Linked DNA regions of Rattus norvegicus: region 2 is linked to region 1. A link is a contact called in public Hi-C data. All regions are on one chromosome and are shown on one strand. Each heading gives the region's core, a stretch centred on a gene start, on an enhancer-like site or on the middle of the called end of the contact. The rest is flanking DNA. Distances are from core to core; before and after follow the strand shown. Region 1 holds the start of Nuf2 (NUF2 component of NDC80 kinetochore complex). Region 2 has its middle 39 kb from the start of Uap1.

Region 1 (3,152 bases), core at 419-2,918:
CCGATTCTGCTTGAACCCTTCAAAACGCCAAAGATCCAGGAACTCTAAAGGCTATTTCTTTCTACTCTAGTGTGGCTCTAGTACTTAGAAGACTCTTCCCTACACCACTGGGAAACGCCGCTGCCCCCGCACTTCTGATCCTATTTTCTGTCCCACAGAATGCAAGAAATCCCTACTTAACAGGGCACTGCTTTCAAAAGCAATGTGAAGAAAAAAAAAAAAGTAGTGACTTCCTTTCTAAGCTTCTCTATTACAAGATTACTTCCATACTTGGGACCATTCCTTTATGACACTTTAGAGACCCTATCATCTGTGAACGAGACGGATATACCTTCTTCTAGTCATGCCAACCAAAGTCAGTCTAATTTGTACCTAAAATGGGAGTGGTTTCTGGCAAGCATCAAGCTGGCAATAATTATGTAGTGGACACCACTAGGTGTCCTAGCATTACGTTCTAAAACCATCCTTAGGTCAATGTCAGCAGCCACAGGCTGAGGCTTTAATCTTCATCCTGCTCCCCTTGGACGGGATGCTCACAGGTTGTTTTACTCAAGCTTCTGACAGCCTCCCCAGGACACTCACTGTCCCTAACAAGCCCTCCATAGATTCAATTCATCTGCGAGAGCAGCTCAGGCATAAGGAAATGCCTACTACTGGTTTACTACAGAAGATATTATGAGGGATGAACACCGGATGAAGAGACAACCAGGGCCAAGGATGTAGGAGGGACTTGCAACCTAGAGGAACCATAATGTGTGTATTTATCCCAGAGTTACTCGAAATCAACCCTTTAGGGTTTTTTGTTTTGTTTTGTTTTGTTTTGTTTTTGGGGGGGGTCCTTTTTTTTTTTAAAAAACAAGTTTTATCCTTATAGGTATGACCAATTTCATCAATGCTGAGTTTCAAGAATCAGAGAACAGGGACCAAATGGCCAAGTCCACAGGGCTGTCCTAGTTTTCTAGTAAAGCAACCAGAGGCTGCCAAGCAACAGCTAACCAGAAACATACAAAAGTTCACTTATCACCGTAAGGATTCCAAGGATTTCCGGATCTGTAGCCAAAGAATTGGACAATGGCAAAATGTATATTTCACAATATCAAACTGTCCTACTGACGTTACTACTCCTGAAATATTATTTTGTCAATATCTTCCTTTGTATTAGTCTATGTTTGCGGGTAGGCAGGTACATGTAGAAACCAAAGGCAGTCTCCGGTTTTGTTTCTCAGGTGCCACCCACCCATCTTTCTTCCCTTTGATAAACGGTTCTTGGTTTAATCAAGAGATGGTGACGCAATGGAGATACATAAAAAAAATCGCCAAGCATTTATCCAAACAAGTCCCACAGACAGCACTCTTGTGACTCACGCCTGTAATTTCAACACTTGGGAGATGGAAGCAGTAGGATTAGGAATTCAAGACTAGCCTCAGGAACACAGAAGGTTCGAGACCAATCCGGAATAGATGAGACCCCCGTCTCAAATCAACACACAAGTTTTTAAGTTAGCGAGCCCTTGGCTTGCACCCGGTCCTCCTGCGCTCGCTCGCTCGCTCGCACTCACCTGCAGTCCCAGTAGCTCACCAAAGAGCAGTTACAAACCGAGCAAACTCCTAAAATCCACCGGCCGTTGTCACTTTTCAAACCAGCCGCCTTTCTATGCGAGGCCCGCCCCTTTCCGCACAGCGCGCTTCCTTTGCGACGGATGCCTGGAAAGCTCAAAAGACCTACGGTGGGTGTGGCTTGACGAGTGGCGGAGTATGGCGGGCTCCAGGTCAGCGGAACCATTGTACAGGGAGTTGCTTCTAGTCGAAAGCCCGACTCCGCCTGTCCAGGAAGCGCAGCAGTTAAAGAGAGGAGTTCCGGTGGGCGTTTACTCTGTTGTCCCAGACTTTGGAACTTTGCCTTCAGCATCCCAGTTAGCGAAAAGACAGACAGTTTCAAGCCGCCTTCTATTTGGCTCAGAGAGTAACAGGGGATAGAGGATGTGTGATTCTCAGATTAATCAAAGGCATTATAGAGAATCCAGGAGTAATAGTAACAATGTCACTATTTGATAAGCTTTGATGGGGTCAAATTCTGACCCCATTGGATATTTGTACACATCATTTCACCTAAGGTTCCTGAAAGCTTTGGGGCGCGGACGCGAATGGATGGATAGACATTGTTAAATTTAAATCTTAAATTTACTCATTTTGAGGAGTCAGTATAGGGGGTAATAAATCCAAAAGCACAAACGTACAGGAACATGATTCTACACTTTCCAAACATCTCATGAGAGGAATCACTAGTTCATCTCACTTTGTGGCTTGCTGACATTACACGTAACAAAGAATATAAAGAACTTTCTATTCACGAATGTTATAATATCCTTTGAATATCTTTACTACTTGATTTTGAATAAATAGGCAAGATGTTTAATTGTTATATTCTTGAGCTAATGTTATAGGACATAATTTCATATAAATAATTGGAACACGACTATACTGAAAATACAGTACAATTTAACAAGGAAAATTCTGGCGAGGTAGTTGTATAAACCAGTATATTCACTGGGTGGCGCTGTTGTATTGATTTTAACATTACTGAGACTTTCATTCCAGTTCATTTTACGTAAGTAATCAGAACTACAGTGATAAACATCGTACACAATGTTCTGGATTTTTTGTTTAAAAAAATTCTAAATTTATGGGCTTTAAAGTGCATGTTCAGAGTCCTGGCTCAAGAAGAAAAATAGCATTGAATTCAAGTAGTTGTCTGCACTTTATTTCACTTTAATCGTTTTAACTTGTTAATCTGTTTGCCTCTTCAGCCACATTAATCTTTAGGAAAGATTTTGAAAATTGAGCTATACATTTGAAATACTTTATGTAGTACTAGTCTGAAGCTATAAAACACCTAACCTTTGCTGTTTGGGATGAACTCTGAATAAATGCAAGGAAACACAGACCTGGCATTGTTCTAACCCCTTAAAATATGTTTCTCACCTTCACAAGAAGTTATATCATTTTAGTGCAGTTTATATAGACACCCTTCTGAATCATCAGTCAAACAGATTTAATACCATGAAAATATTTGTTCAGTGTGATTATTAATTCAAATTTTATGTTCTAGTAAATTTCCAGTACTGACTTTACGATAGCCTGTGGTGTTTATA
Region 2 (3,152 bases), core at 359-2,858, 620 kb after region 1:
GGGTACATTGTTGCCCAAGGATATTGCCAGCCAGAATCCTCAAAATCCCACAGTGAAGTTCACCAGGACACACGCCCCACTGCTCATACCCTCCCTTATCCTCTTTGGAGCTATGTCACAAGTATAAATAATTATAGAAGTTATATATATTTATATAATTATAAATAATTATAGAAATTATATATATATATATAACCAATACAAACAAATAGAAAAACAGAGATTTGGAGAAAAGTAATAATGAGCGCAATAGAAGTGTAGAATAGCTCAAAATTCCACTGTAAAGTTTGCTATTGAATAAAGCTGGGGCTGTCACTACATACATGATTCAAAATGATCTTGTATATAAGACTCATAATTAAGGAATGCTACTAGAAATTAAATCAATATTATTAGCAAGATTAAAAGCTCTCAAGGGGAGTGAAAGGGGCTTGGGACTAAAAATGAAATTCTTCAAAAGGAAGAAATAAATAAGAAAATGTTGAGAATGAGAGGGCAAGTTCTGCTGACTCAGCATCCCGCAGGCACTCCACAGAAAGAAAGGGGGACGGGCTGGAGAGATGGCTCAGTGGTTAAGAGCACTGACTGCTCTTCCAGAGGTCCTGAGTTCAATTCCCAGCAACCACATGGTGGCTCACAACCATCTGTAATGGGATCTGATGCCCTCTTCTGGTGTGTCTGAAAACAGCTACAACGTACTCATAGACATGAAAAAAAAAGAATGGAAGGAAAGAAGGAAGGAAGGAAGGAAGGGAGGGAGGGAGGGAGGGAGGGAGGGAGGGAGGAAGGAAGGTTAAATTAGCATAATCATAGTAAAGACCTGATTGTGGGACACCGCTATGTAATCATAATCATTTAAGTGTTATTATTGTCTTAATAGAATTTCATGCTGTACCCACTTTAAGGAGATTCTAAGATAATAGAGGGGGCGTGATAAATAAGTAAAGGTGTAAGAAAAAGCTAATTCCTCGTTTTTAAAAGGGGATTTTTAAAAGATCTAGCATCCAGTACATCCTTAAGGGGGTCGCTTCTTTTTGAACCTCAGTTACTTCTATGCAAAATGAAGCACTGGGACCAAGTAATCTAGTCCTCTCCAAGTGGGAGAACAACAGAAAGACACACCCGTGGGGTTGGGGGGCAAGGGGTAGGGGTAGGAAGTGAGCTCTGTGAGGATTTATGGTGACATCCATCGCTACAAAGCCAGAGCTCCTGAACCAAGGCTGACACGTTAATTCATCCCAGCGTGCGTTTGTACTGCCCTCTGCTGCTCAGATGTAAACCTTCCACAAAAGCCACGAAGAACCTAGACCAGCCAAGACCCTAGACAAGCCTGCACTCTCGTCAGGGAGACAGCTGACTCACAGGAAATAGTCTATAACTCAGTCAGAAGATGTGAGGAAGCAACCCTGCCAAAAATATTCTGTTTCGGGCTTTGAATATTACCCTCATATTTTATGTTTGCTCATGACAGAGTTTCGTGTCTTTCAGCCTCGCTCCAAACTCACTATGAATTGAGATTCTCCTGCCTCCGTTTCTCAGGAGCTGTAATTATAGGTGTGTACCACCAGACTGGGTCTGATACCCTCATATTATCAGCCTCAAGTTTTCTTTACACTAGTCCTTCTGACAGCTTGGCATATTAAAGCTAGGTTAAGTCATGGGGGTGAAAAGACCAGAGCTACTATATTGTAGAGGATTTCAGAAGGTACACAGATGTGTCCAATCTTTTGGACATTGTGACACAATGTTGTCCCCTACCAAGTTCGTACTTAAGAACTAAACAATAAAGCAACAACCCCTCCCCCAATAGCTTTTGACTAATCAATGCTGATTGTAATAGTACCCTGAGCCTTTAATTGATTCTCCATTTGAATATGCTCATCTTTGAGAATGAAACCTCAAGTGTCTTCTCTTCAAGGGTACTCTGTTTTCCCTGCAACCCGAGACACAAATTGCAGGCTGATTGTTTTTTCTTCCCATCTCCTATATCTAAGTTATCAAGATTTCTATTCCATTTCCTGATTGCTCAATGAATGCAGTTGGGCAGGATCTTGTGCTCTCAGGCCCTCTTCTACTATGCCGTTCTGACACGTGCCAAATTCAGGCAGTCAAATGCTCTACTCTTCAGTATGTCTTTTATGAGCAGACAAACATGTGCTAAGAATGTAGGAACCTTTCCCTTGAAACAATTAGATTTGCCTAAATATAGCCCAGTTCTCTCAAATGTTAATTATTCCCAGAAGTGCTCTGCTGTCACACATACATATGTACATACTCACACACACACACACACGTACATATACACATGTATATACACATACATACACACATGTACACTTACACACATATATCCACACATACACACATGCACACTCACACACATGTACATGCACATGTGCACATATACACATGTACATACACAAGTACACTTATACATATGTCCACACACACACACACACGCACACACACAACCTACCTTCCCAATAACAAGAAAATGTCACCCAGACCCAGGAACAATTGATTGGCTTTTGGCTACATTGCATAACCTTGTCAAGATGCCCATTATTTCACAGTAGCCCAAGTATGGCTGGGCCCACAGCTGGCCACGTCATCATCTGGCCCTCTCTCTTCTTGTGCTGTGATCCTTCCCAACTAAGATACTGAAGGCCAAAGCTTGCCCACTCGCCTCTTCCTTCAACTATTGGTGGTGATGTTCACAAAAAAAAAAAAAAAAAAAAAAAAAATTGATGTCCCTTCTTAGCTTTTCCATTTCCTCTTCAGCACAGAGAGCTTCGACCTTGTTAAAACACAACAGTTTCCATCTGCTCCTCTTTCAAATGCTTTAATTTGTGCTCAACATTTCCAGAATGCTGTCTGGATTGGATCGTGTGGCAAGATTTGAGAGCCAGGAGACTTGGATTTTAATCCCTACTCTTCCATATCCTAGTACTGAAATTTTAAGTTATTTAAACCCCATCTTTGACCAATGAATTCTCATACATTTTGAAACAAAACTGCGTGCGGCATACAATGTCTTTCTTCTTAATTGAGGCATAACTTCAAAGAATAATGACAAATCTTAGCTGTTCGGTTTTTAGGATTTTTTTTTCTTCTTTAAATGACTCCATGAACCACTGCCCAAGTAGAGTGTT

Evidence for each region. Hi-C and Micro-C count contacts between places; a contact is called where the count stands out from the background.
Region 2: a contact with region 1 is called in a Hi-C map of hepatocytes, with 4 times the contacts expected there. The contact joins the enhancer-like site here to the promoter of Nuf2 in region 1. A contact is called at or near these places in 5 of 12 Hi-C or Micro-C datasets (the A7r5 cell line, the Rat2 cell line, frontal cortex and 2 more).

What each region holds. Positions count from the first base shown.
Region 1 is chr13:84,253,930-84,257,081 of GRCr8, forward strand. Nuf2 (NUF2 component of NDC80 kinetochore complex) reads right to left here and starts at 1,669. Exons shown (of 14, transcript NM_001012028.1): 1 at 1,560-1,669. It also overlaps the pseudogene Timm23-ps7.
Region 2 is chr13:84,869,488-84,872,639 of GRCr8, forward strand. No RefSeq gene overlaps it. Among named protein-coding and RNA genes, the nearest start is that of Uap1, 39 kb to the right of the region's middle. Within about 2 kb of position 1,609, at least 8 of the 93 cell types and tissues checked have an H3K27ac peak or open chromatin away from gene starts, as enhancers often do.